Regions from separate parts of the Mus musculus genome. Here region 2 is linked to region 1. A link is a contact called in public HiChIP or PLAC-seq data. All regions are on one chromosome and are shown on one strand. The core of a region is the stretch at or near the end of the contact, and the rest is flanking DNA. Distances in the headings are between cores, read along the strand shown.

Region 1 (6,914 bases), core at 388-2,887:
TTCCAGTGACTAGGAGAAATCTACATTTGCTTGGTTCGCTTGCTGCCTAAGTAGCAGCTAAGCAATTCCTTTCTCCATTAGTCTACCAATTCCATAGGAACACAAAAAGAGGCAGGTAGTAAGATGTAACGAACATTTGGGGGGGCAGTCTTTTGAGACAAGTCTCACTATGTAACATCTCTAGATTCTCTGCCTGCCTCCCAAGGAATAATCCTCAAGACAAGTTGATGGTGCATCTGGTGTGATGGTGGTGGGAGCCATGATCCCAACACTTAGGAGGCCAGCCTGGACATAATAAGGACTAGGACAGCAAAGATAGACAATGAAACCTCGCCTCAAAAAATAAAATATAATTAATTAATTAATTAAACATTGTTAACACCTTCCCCCCCAAAAAGAAAACAAATTTTAATGAAACAAGGAAAAATTAACATAATTTGGGTCCTGATTTTTTAAAAAATGTTTAAAATTTAATTGCAAGAATCTAATGATTCAAAAATGTGCACAAGTTAATTCTACCCAGAAAGAAAGAAATTGTGATGCTATTCGAATTATTAGAGTATGTTTGAACTAAATTCGGCTTGAAAGGAAAAAAGGGTAATCAGAAATAGATGGATGGAAAGAACACTGTCTTCTTTACCTTTCTCGCAGATTTCACAAATCCCCATCTCAGACTGTCCAACCCTAAACAGTCCCTGAATTGTCAACAGAAATTCTGTGCAAGCCAGTGGATACGCTATGTGATGTTCACCACGGTTAGTGTCAGGTCATAGTCTCAGCACTGTCCCCTGATCTCCTTTTCAGCCTGCGACTCAAACAGGGTTCGTCGCTTCCCTCACTAATTTTGCTTCAGAAACACCGATTCTACTACAGCATCCGGGGAAAAGTCGCAAAAGGGACGCAGGAAAACGCCTGAATGCTGGGCTCACCTGAGGCTGCACAGTGCTCGACAGGGAGAACATCTCCGGGCCCTCGAGATCTTACCGGCCAGCCGAAACTGCTTCTTAGCTTCAGCTCCGAGGAAAGGGGCTGAGCCCTTTTATTTTCTCTTTATTTCTCTTTGCTTTTCTCCCAGTTTCTCCCTTACTCCTCCCAGAAACGAAAAAATGGCTTCCCCTCCCGACAGCTGCTACGACGACATCTGCCCCGGAAGACCATAGGTACAGTGCTTCCGGAGCAAGCCTCCGCGTTCACCCCGCCCCCGCCCGTCAGCGCTCCGCCTCTTCCGGGGACTCTGTCACTTTGGGGTGGTTTTTCGAGGTTCCTATCACCACCTCCACAATAAATTGGATGTTCTTCTAGTCGCTCCTACTCTGTTTCTGAATTCAGTACGCGGTCAAACGCACTTAACGCTCACCCAGGCTCTCCACATTCTGTGGCTTCGCTAGCTTCCACACATCATCCCTAGCCATTGCTTTACTTAACAGTCGGCCTGGCTTCTAGCTCATGCGGAGGGAGGGAGAACTGCAGATCTTGACTGAGACTCGGAAGGACCCCACCAGACTACATAAAGTCTTAGTCCCTTGCTCATTGGCCAGAATGCACTGCCTCGTCACAAAAACAGCCCGTGTATCCGCGGCTGAGCCCCGCCCAGCGCCCCTTCCGGCAGCGCCGCCGGCTCCGCCTAGCGCTCCGCAGACTGCGCCCAGCAGTGCCGCCGGCCCCCACCCGTCGATGCCTGCTTACAGGGAGCCGGCAGAGCGCAGACGCGCGGTGACGTCACGGGAGGCGTCCGGCGTAGGCGAAACCTTTTGAATCTAGCTGGCGGGAGTTGCTGCTGCAGGGCGAGCTGTGCAGCAATGGAGTCCGCCTCGGCAAGTGAGGAGAATGAAGGAGGTGCGGCGATAGAGGAGTGCGTGAGTAGGATCCCGGTACCAAGACCACCCTCCATTGAGGAGTTCACCATAGTGAAGCCCATTAGCCGTGGTGCATTCGGGAAAGTGTACCTGGGACAGAAAGGCGGCAAGTTGTACGCAGTGAAGGTAGGCAGTCAGAAGCGAGAAGGTCTTAAATGGTCCTCCCTCGCGGACCTCCCTTTTGAGTTGTTGAACAAACTCTGGAGCTGCTGTACCACTAGCCTGGAATGCCCGGCTTACAGAAGCCTGCACAGTCCTGCTTGTTGACTGTGGGCGTTTAGGCAGACTGCAGTGAGCAGGTGTCTGTCCTTTCCCTTGCCCTGCCCTTCTCTGTATACTGAGAATCATTAACCCAGTGAAAATAGCAAAACTTACCCAACTGTGCCCTGGCCATTGTTAACAAATGAGAAAACTGCGACTGAAGGCAGAGGCTTGAAGCCACACCCATGACTCCTGAGTCATGTTTCAAATCAAAACGGCCTTAAGTACTTGTTGGTTATGTTTTCCTTGTTTGACATACATAATAGCCGAAATCTTGCTATCACAAACAAGATTGGTTTGTAGACAGTTCAAATCTCACTCTTACCAAAAGGAAGCTGCATTATATTCGAATTTTCTGTGACACAATTTATATTGTGAAAGTTTTTAATTGTAGTATTATTTATTTAAAGTATCACCGGGATTGTGAGTTTGTTTTGCTTTTTTACTAACTTGAGCTTCACCTGGATTAACTTCGGTACTTTGATTACGTTTGTAATGGTCACTTTCCGATGATGCTTTAATTCCAGCTCTTTGATAAGCAGGAGCAAGTGATGCAAAACCAAAATTTTTGCTTCTCAAGATTTCCATCGTGATACGTAAGCTGTAAGTTCATTTATTATAGAGCAAGTAGAAAGAAATGTGTCCTAAATCAAGCGTTTCTTATCTATATGTGATCGTAAAAACAGTCAGTGTTCACTTAAAATTGTTCTGTCCACCCTAGCTTCTCATTACTACTTTGTAATGAGAACATTACATTGTAAACATGACAAAGGAGGCTACTGGCTGGCTCAGATTCCTGGTACCCAGTGCTTGGAGACTAGCACACAGTTAAGATAAGCAGCCCCTTCACCTGACTACCTAAATGACCTCTTCCTTTGCTTCTTTCCCTTTAATAGTACCAATGTCACCTCTACCCTTCAGGCTAGAAACTTGAGTTGCCCTTATATATTTCATCAATACACCACATACCCTTTGTTCCTGTTGTCCCTCTGGAAAAAAATGTTTTGTTTTTGTTTTGTTTTGCTTTTTTCATTCACAAGTGGATTTCTCCCCACTTACTTGTTCAGTGATGACTTTTGTAAATTAAATAGTATTGAAAACCAGTTTTAGGGGCTGGTGAGATGGCTCAGTGGTTAAGAGCGCCGACTGCTCTTCCAAAGGTCCTGAGTTCAAATCCCAGCAACCACATGGTGGCTCACAACCAGCCTAAACGAAATCTGATGCCCTCTTCTGGAGTGTCTGAAGACAGCTACAGTGTACTTACATATAATAAATAAATGAATTTTTTAAAAAAAAAAAACAGTTTTAAGGAATAGTTCCATAGCCCAAAAAATTACCTTTTTGCCTATTCACAGTACCTCTTCCCTTAATATGTCAGCAGGTAACTACTATCCCTCTTCTCTCTGTTTTCTGTCTCTCTTTGACAGTCCCAAATAGCCTCAGACATATGATGGAACTGAGCATGACAAGCCTTAAATTACTGATACGTATGGCTCCATCCCCTAAGTGAAGCGACTACAGGCATGTACCAACAAGCCCTATGTACCAACTCACCTTCTATCTCTGCAAGATTGCCTTTTCTGGATAGTTCACATAAATGGAATCATACAATGTATGGTCTTTGATGTCTTCTTCTTCTTCTCTTCCTCTTCCTCTCCTTCCTCTTCCTCCTCCTCCTCCTCCTCCTTTTTCATTTGCCTGGTGGTTTGAGGCTCATCGGCTTGAATTTCTGTACTTAGTTGGTTGGAGTAGTTTCCTAACTAGAATCATTAACTTTACTTTAATCCATTCTTTAGGTTGCAGTTTGCAGGCCAAAATCCAGGGTCCTTAAAAATTCAGTCAGATTCCCAATTTTTGGCCCTTGATCTCTACTTTATCTTCCACCTAACCTATATTAAAGCAACATCCAGGCAACTAACTGGTCCCTCAAAGCCATGACTTATTTCCACACCTCAGGACTTAAGTTTATCCTGCTTCCTTCTTAACTGCTTTTGTTCTACCTTTCTAGGCTTTTCAGCCATTGTTTTGTTTTGAGGTTTACTTAATTCCCGGGAAACCTTCTCTGATTTTCCAAACTCAACTCACTGAAATTGTTACTTTGTATGTTGCTGAGATATTTGCTTTTCCTTCTCTTAACACCTCAAGCAGTCATTAATTATTGATACGAAAACACCAGTTAATCTCTCCTGAAAATATTTTGGGTACCTTGGCATGGTACCACCTCATAAGCTTCATAGAGCTTCTGCCAGTGAGATGATAGGTAGAATCATGTTGTTGGCTTGATTTGTTAATCTCTCTTCATTGCTGGGAGAGAGAGACCTGGGGCTTTACCGCTGTTAGGTTAGTGGTCTACCGCTGATCTACATCCCTAGTCTTTCCCTTGGTTTTCATAAGGAAAGGAGGTAAAGCTAAAATGTGTCATGTATTTATCATTTTATTAAATACTTTAATGAGTGCCTTTTTCTTATGGTAGTAATAAACATTCCAGTATTTTTTATTGTTCTTTATGAGTTTCTCATCATGCATGCCAATCCCATATTCCTCTCCCCATCCCTTTATACCCACCTTCCATCATTGCACCAACCCTCCAAAAGAAAACAAACAACATCTCATTGTGGAAGCTGTAGTGTGTCCCACAGTATAGCCTTTTCCCACACTTTTTACTTACAAATGGTCATTTCGAGGACTTTGGCTTCTGCTACACTATCAATATTGGATCTTCACCAGGACCTCTCTTGGATATATCCTGTTGCTGCCCTGTGTCATGGAAATCCTGCAGTTTTTAATCTGTAAGACCAGTCCCTTCACATGCTACAGCAGTTCATAGGTGGTGTAGATGTTGGGGTGAGACAACTCAAAATCCAGATTTGGGTGGTAGCTTAGCTGGTTAGCCCAGCAGCTCTCCCACACCCACATGACCAGGACAGACTCTCCAGCACTGCCCCAAGTAGTGGATAGCTCAACTACTGCCCAGACTGGCAAGAGAACAGAGCCAGCTCTCTCACTCTCAGGCCTTCTGAAGTGGCTTACCCGCCCCACACCACCAGGGCCAGCTCTGTTGTGCTACCCAGGGCTCTCATGGCCTTGGGACCAGCTCTACTGCTTGTTGTAGGTGGCAAGAATTGCAGTTTTTTTTTAAATATATTTCACTAATTCTTTGAGAATTCTATAATCCCAGTGCTACTATGTCATTTAATGCTCCAGTTTTAGCATATAGTTTTGTTTCTAAGCCAGTTTACCTTGAAACTTAAAAGGTGTAATTTGGCCGGATATGATGGCACACACCTGTACTCCCAACACTTGTGAAGTGAATGTGGTAGAATTGGGAATTCAAGGGCAGCCTCAGCTGTATATTAAATTCAAAGCCAGCCTCAGATACATAAGGATGGTGATATAGTTAAGATGTTTCTGTAAGGCAGAATTTAATTTGTGAGTTTTTTTTTAAGATTAGAATCTTGTTCTGTGGTCCAGGCTTGCCTCAGCCTCCCAAATACTGATATTACAGTCTTCTGCCAGAATGACCATTTCTCATCATTCATGAAATAAACAGGCTTCCAACCTTAAAAATGGGGTAGATTTCTTTATGCATTAGCATTTTGGCTGACTATATATATATGTGTACCATGTGTATGTCTGGTACACAAGGAGGCTTTAAGAGGATGTTGGATTCCCTGGAAGTAGAGTTACAAATGGTTGTGAGACACCATATAGGTGCTGGGAACTAAATTCAGGTCCTCTATAAAAGCAAGGTATTTTAAGCATTCAGCAGTCTGAATCCAGCCCCCAACATTTTTACTCTATTCCCATCTAGCAGAGAGTAATCATATGTATGTGAGTGTGCATCACGTGTATGGAGGTCAAGGTGTTCTAGATTTCTTGGAACAGGAGTCACAGGCAGATGTTAGCCTCCTAATGTGGCTGCTGAGAAGAACTTGGATCTTCTGGCAGAGTAATACACACTCTTAACTACTGAACCGTCTTTCCAGCCCCTGACATTTTTACTCTGTTCCTAAGAATGGGAAGGTAAAATATATATGTGTATGTTTACATGTAAACATATATTAATATTCACTTAATTAACTAACTGGTTATTGGATGGGCTTATTAGAAACGTTACTATCTTTTGACTTTGTTACAATGAAATTTTCATACAAACATACAGATCTGTCAGGCATTAATTCATTTTCTTTCTGAAGTGCATGGTACTTTGCCAAATTCCAACACAGTGCTTTCTTGAAAACGTTTTTTAACTTGTTTCACCATCTGAAATATTTTTCTGGCAGTTTCCTGATGTCAGTCAGATCTAAATGGCATCTGTATATTTTCTCTCTCTTAGTGTTTTTATGATGTCGACTTTGAAACTTCTGGACATGTTTTAATGAGAGTAAATGTGTCTCTTGTCATGTTATCTATTATAGGTTGTCAAAAAGGCAGACATGATCAATAAAAATATGACTCATCAGGTACAAGCTGAGAGAGATGCCCTGGCACTGAGCAAAAGCCCTTTTGTTGTGCATCTCTATTACTCACTGCAGTCAGCAAGCAACATCTACTTGGTGAGTGAGCAGCTTCGTACTCTTGCCTCAGCAGTCACTGAACCCAGTGATCTAGAGCATAGTATTTGTGTTAAGCATACTTGCATATGAATTCCTACTTTGGTGCTTAATGATCTTGACCACCTTACATGTTGTTTTAATGAGAAAAAGAGCCAATTGGTTGTAGTTATACATATGAGGGGGTGGGGATCCATTTTTAAGGAATCTGACCATTAACTGTTAGTAGGTGGCAAATCCAGAC
Region 2 (6,291 bases), core at 3,049-5,548, 1.2 Mb after region 1:
AGTTTCTCTGCTAATCTACCTCTACATCTCTTGTTCCCTGACATCCATTCCCAAGAATCCCAAGTTTGATTCCACAATTCTTAAGCTTACTCAGGGTGTTCTGACACTTCCCTACCTTCTCCTGAAAGATGGAGAGGGAGATATGTGCCACAAATTACTAAGTGACATCCATAGTCAACTGCCTTCCACATTAGTGAGTTATTGTTTGGCTGACACATGGCTTTAACTTCAGCTCTGAGCCAAGGCAATGGGCACACACACATAGCCCAAAGCCCTCTCACCAATCCCTCTGTGAGATTTCCAACTGCCAGAAAAGCCCCGAGCAAGAGCTAACCCTTACTTGCTCCTTCAATTTATAGAGCAGTCTCTCTACTGTTTCTCATCCTCATCACGCATTGAAGGAAGGGATTTTGTCACAGACATCCACTTACAAGCTCAAGAGTCTGGACCAGTTTATAGTTAGACTCTTTGGTGTGATGGTCTGTTTTGTTATTGTAACAAAACAAGTGGATATGAGTGTTTTATGGAGAAAAGAGGTTTGGGGTGTATGTGTGTGTGCACGCTCACGTGTGTAGACTAAGGGACAGCAAACAGGACTTTATGATCTCCTTCTACCATGTTGGTCTTGAGGATTGACCTTCATCCTTATTCTTGGTAGCAAGCACCTTTACCTTTTGAGTGATCTTGCAAAACCTAGAAAAGAGGTTCCTTATTTCACAGTCTTAGAGGCTGGACGCTTAGGGGTGAGTTTCTCCACTTATGAAGATAGTCTAGTTACATCACAGTAAGGCAGATGGCATCATGGTAGGAGCAACTATAAGAGGAAGAAATTGCTTCACAAGAGCCTAGCTAGACTCAAGAAACTGAGTATTTTTCTAAATGTGTTCCCCAGGGAAACTAGCTATCACCCAAGGTAGATACTCCATGACTAATTACCATGTGGTACCCCCAGCACATCTACACTTCCACATAAGAGACCAAGCATCCAGTACACAGACATGCTTACACAGTCCCCAAACTTAGCTGCCTTTCATGGAAGTATCCTTATACAGACTGGGCATGCAGGATAAAGCAAACCTCCTTACATCAAACTATTTGATGTTATTAATATAGACAACAAAAATCAGGAAGCCCTGTTTAGAAATGCAATTTAAATGTAAACACAAATTTCTTGGGTTATTCAGAAAGTAATGTAGCAGCTATCATGTGGCCATGGACATAGAGCATGTGTGTGGACTTTGTATGAGCCTTCTGAGGGATGCTATGAGACATGATTTCTTTGATGGCTATGAAACTCTCATAAGAAAGTTACTGAAGTACAGACCTGGTCCTCCAAAGATGGCATTGCAGAAGGGATTGCCTGAAACTATCTGCCACCCTCCCCCTGCAGAGTCTGCAAGGATGTAAATGAAGACTCTCCTTGGTCTTGAGTTAATATGAAAGGCCACACCTGGTGTTTGTGAACTGTGGTTTCTGGGCTGACTCTGGCTGGGCTGGCAAAAGCAGTGTTCTGTTACAGAATAAATCTCCTCTGAGCAGTGGCAAAAGGTTTGTCCTAGAACAGCTGAGCCTACTTCGGCCTGGGATCTGATCTGCTCAGAAATATACTATGTTCCCCTTGCTCTCTCTACAGCTCCAGACTCTTGGCCAGGGAATAGAGCAGAGCATTGACATTACTGCATCATTTTCATAGAAAACAACTTTAGTTTTGGTTTTTATATTATTTGAGTCTTTTTTTTTCCCCTGAAATTCTAAATATGTAGTTATCTAGAAATGGGTGCTTGATCAATACTTATAGTCTTTGTTCAAGTTGCAATAACAAATAACCAAAGACTGGTCATCTTAAACAGCAAACATTCAACTTCTTACACTTCTGTGTTCTAGGTCAAGATGAAGGGGCATTTGGGCAGCACCTCCTGCACTTTCTGACTTGCAGAGTGGGGTCTTCCTGAGGTGTCTTCACATGAAGGCCAGACTACAACCTCCCACCCCCAATAAGGACCCAATAGCCCCAGCTGTGTGGGCTCTACTTTTAAGAACTTGACTACAAAGATGCCATCTCCCAACAATGTCAGCTAGGACTTAGGATTTATGCATATGAATTTTAGAGAAACAAACCCCCCTCTAAGCCCCTGATATAATGATCAGAGTTTGTAGGTTCAAATCTTTTAGGGATCTATTGTTTTTCAGCCACACTCCCATCAATAATCTTACCTGGGAGTTCTGCTATTAAGTTCACAAAGGTGCCTGGAAGGGAGAAGGTGTTACAGAATTCTAATTACAAGGTGATCACAGTTGTTTGCCTCCTTTCTTTTGTGTCTTTTTAATTTAGCAAGCTAATTTTATATTTTTGTGGTTTTCTCTCTACTCTAAACAATGTGAAATGCTGCCTTTCACTTAGCCTAAATACTGGCCAATAATTAATTAATTAATTAATTTTTTAAACTGAATCCACAAGAGACACCTTGTGTTTCTCTTCATATCACCACAGGAAGGTGTGCCTGTCAGGGCGAATAGTGCAGGTCATTGCTGAGTCTCCTTCTTCACCCGGGCAGCAGTCTGCAGAAGCTGCCCTGGAGTGACCATTGTGAAGCTGTTCTCTGCTGCATGTTTTCCCCACAGCTCCCCACTGAAACATGGGCAGCCTGAGAGCGCCCATGGTGAAAGTGTTTATAGCCTGGAAATTGACAAGTGCTGCTGTTAAACCTGTCCAGCATGAGGTATCAGCTTTCCCACTGACTTTTGAGAAATGCTGTTAAATGTAGATAGGGAAATGATGTTGGTTGGGCATAGTAAGGAAGCAAAATTACATAGGGTTGAATTCTCATACGCTAGTGCAAATGTTTACTAATCTGTCCAAAACCAAGTTCCAGCACCAAAGCTTAGGAAACTGGGTGCCAATGAAAAGTCAGGGCCCTCTGTGGCCCACTAAGAATCTCAGAGACTAAGCAGTACAGAACGTAGTGGTGAGACATGTCCAGACAAAGGAAGCCAGGAGAAATCTTAAAATAAGGTCAATAAACACCTATCTACTAAAGGTTTCCACTGAGCACTTAGAGTTTCCAGGGAAATGCAGGCTGCAGTGTATCTCTGCAACAGTCCTCCATTCTGGAATGATATTCTTGTCAGTGGAAATGATCCAACTCCTTTTGTGGATTTTACACCAACTATGTGACCACAACCCTTATACCCTGGAATGCACCTTTCTCATCCAGAAAATTAGACCTCTGTTCTCTGAGATTACCCTCTGAAGCATAATTTAGTTATTATTACACAATAATAATCTGTAGAAGGATAATGGTGTCAGAGCCTGAATGAAATCAGCACGTTTATAGTTATTTTCAGGTGTATGTTTTGTTTTCCCTATACTGTGGAACTCTTTAGTACACAGCCTCAATCTCTCTTTCATCTTTGTCTCCTCTGTGCTGGATACATGCTAGATATTCAGAGGATGTCTACTGGATTAGCAAATGAGTCGTAAACACTCTTATAATAAACCAGAGACTAGGTAAACAGAATTTAGAATTATAGAGAAACTCCCATCCCTCATTACACATTTCCATTGGAGTTTCAGGAGACACCAACTATTAAAACATACTCTATTTTTCAGATCCTGGAGAAAAGTAGAGACAAGGCTAAGGTTCTGAAGAACAATGTCCTTCCCAGGGCTGGTTCTGGTTCTTTCCCAGCTTTTGGAACATCAGGCTCCATTTTGTTTTACAGAGCAGTAGGACTCTGGTTTTGACTGTCAGATTCCTGCAGAGGCATGGCTTTGAGCTCAGTAGACCATCTTAGCCTCTATTTGCAGCCATCGCTGGAATCTTGGGAGACTGCAGCATCTGTACAGTGCACTGGGCATTTCAGGAAACTGCTTGACTAAGTAAAACACAGCTATCAACCTGTTGTTGAGAAAATCTGACTTACGGAACGTTTTCCTTCAGGTATGTTGAACCCTAAGGACTGAGGGAATGTTTGGTCACCAGAACAGATGTGCCCTTTCATATCATGAACAAATGCAGAGCTAATCTTGCTTTCCATTGTGGCTTGTGCATTGACTCCGATTTGCTATGTGAGTTTTCTTCTTAAAACTATCAAAAAACAAGTCATTTATTGTCAAAAGCTCCCACAAGGGGCACACAAGGGTGTTCTGCTTTTAAATAAATTTCTGTAGCAAAGCCCACTGTCATTTTTGAGACAGTGACGTACGTGGAGAATTATTCATTTCCTGTCTGTCAGCTCCTTCAGAGTTCAGATCGCTTGCTTGGTGACAGTAGTTTAGTTCAAGCCAACTCAATGCTGCACTCAAGTGGTCAATTCTATGTAGCACAGAAAGAAAACAAGACAAAGAGCCACTGCTGATCAGAAACAAGGGAGTTACCAAAATCCACTGCTCACCTTGAACCTTACATAGAACAGACTGTGAGATAAAATGAGCCCAATAGATGCCCTTGCAGAATCTGTATGATGTGTAAAGAATTCAGAGTAGGAGGCAATTAAAGTGCCAGGCTTTTGCTGTCAAGTCAGAAAAACAAACAAACAAACAAACAAACAAACAAAATAGCTTTCTTTTGCTAGGTATAGTAGCTTGGGCTGCCATCTGTGGTATCTTAGAATTTGTAGAACATCTACCCAGTCCCTCTGGCTTACAGAGTCTCCAGTGAGATGTCAAGTGTAACTCTTGGGCCATGGTCATTTTTCCCCTGGAGCTTTAATATTCTCTCTTTGTTCTATACAGTTAGTGCTTTGATTATTATGTGCTAACGTGGGTTTATTTTCTAGTCTGAGCTATTTGGTGTTCTGTATGTTTCTTGTACCTTGATAGGCATCTCCTTCTTTAGATCATGAGAATTTTATTCTATGATTTTTGTTAAAAAAATGTTTTCTGAGCCTTAGACTTGTGTTTCTTTTCCTTCCTATATGCCTATTATTCTTAGATTTGGCCTTTGCACAGTGTCCAATATTTCATGGATATTTTGTGCCAGGAGTTTTAGAGTTTAAACATTTTCTTTTACCAATATATTCTATTCTCCTGCTGTGTCTTGAATGCCTGAGACTCTCTCTTCCATCTTTTATATTCTTCTAGTGAGGTTTGCCTCTGAGCTTCCTGCTCAAATTCCTAAATTTATTCATTTCCAGATTTTCCTCAGTTGGGTTTCTTAATTGATTCTATTTCTGCTTTCAGGTCTTGAACTGTTCTTTTCATTTCCTTCCACTGCTGTGTTGCAGATGATTTTTTAAAGGGGTTTATTTGTTCCCTCTTTAAGTACCTCATTATATTCATAAAGGCTGTTTCAAGGTCTTTTTCTTGTTTTTAAGCTATGTTGGAATACTGAGGGTCTGCTGTGTTGGGGTTGCTGGGCTTCAAAGGAGACTTATCATCCTAGATGCTAATGAATGTGTTTTCATTCTGGATTGTAAGTATCTAGGATTTGGAAGATTGTAGTTCAAGGTGCTGATATTTGGTCTTCTCTTTGTTAGGTGGATTTTTTTCCTTTTGTTTTCTGTTGCCCTCTTATTCTTAGGAGAGTGTGGTGGCTGTGTGTTGCCTGATAGGAAATTCTTCTGTGGATACTGTGCTTCCCTGGTGAAATGTGTTTCTGGTATTGGGAGCTGACACTTAAATGGGGATGGTTTGGGGTGGGGGACTGAGCAGCTCCACAGGAGAGAGTAAAGGAGAACATTCCACCAGGATGTAGTTAGTGCCATAGAATAGGGACAGAGAGTCAGAACAAACACAGGTGAAGGTCTGCTACCTAAGAAGGAGGAGTATGGGAAATTGGACTTAGTGGGCCAGAGGGAAAGGTGAAGATCTGCTTCCCTGGTGCATGCGCTAATGTGCTATAGTTAATTTGTTAAAATCTCAGCATATAACTACTCATATAGGTTTATGAGATACAGTGCTCTGTCTCTGACTCTCTGTCTCTGTCTTTATCTCTCTCTCTATCTCTCTCTCTCTCTCTCTCACACACACACACACACACACACACACACACACACACACACACACACAAATCCAAGCAGAGTAAATGGAGCATCCATTTTCCCAGAGGAATAGTATGTTTATGACACATACACAGGCTACTGGGGAACATCACAGCATGACAGATCATTCTGTACATACTTCTAAACACCAGTATACAGTATATTATTTCCCTTCCATAAGTGTCTCTTCTGTGCTTGCTTCACTCAAGGACAAGTAGCTGAATTAAGCACACAGGATGAGTACAAAGGTTGAAAAGAGTGATTCCTAAGGCCAACCCTGACCAGATGTGTAGCTAGATGTGTGAGCCT

The links. HiChIP or PLAC-seq counts read pairs in DNA pulled down with a chosen protein or histone mark.
Region 2: an H3K27ac HiChIP or PLAC-seq map of thymic regulatory T cells shows a contact between it and region 1, with 9 times the contacts expected there. The contact joins the enhancer-like site here to the promoter of Mastl in region 1. A contact is called at or near these places in 3 of 39 promoter capture datasets (the 3T3-L1 cell line, cranial neural crest and hippocampal neurons) and 3 of 115 datasets of contacts at active chromatin or transcription factors (astrocytes, cardiomyocytes and thymic regulatory T cells).

Annotation. Positions count from the first base shown.
Region 1 is chr2:23,150,747-23,157,660 of GRCm38.p6, reverse strand. Mastl (microtubule associated serine/threonine kinase-like) reads left to right here and starts at 1,637. Exons shown (of 12, transcript NM_025979.4): 1 at 1,637-1,982; 2 at 6,536-6,673. The coding sequence starts at 1,800. Yme1l1 (YME1-like 1 (S. cerevisiae)) reads right to left here and starts at 1,156. Exons shown (of 19, transcript NM_013771.5): 1 at 930-1,156. The coding sequence starts at 962.
Region 2 is chr2:21,956,553-21,962,843 of GRCm38.p6, reverse strand. Gm39767 (a long non-coding RNA gene) reads left to right here. Exons shown (of 6, transcript XR_866004.1): 2 at 3,724-3,941. Among named protein-coding and RNA genes, the nearest start is that of Gm39767, 4.5 kb to the left of the region's middle. Within about 2 kb of position 4,298, at least 68 of the 459 cell types and tissues checked have an H3K27ac peak or open chromatin away from gene starts, as enhancers often do. A contact at or near this core is called in thymic regulatory T cells, where this site is marked.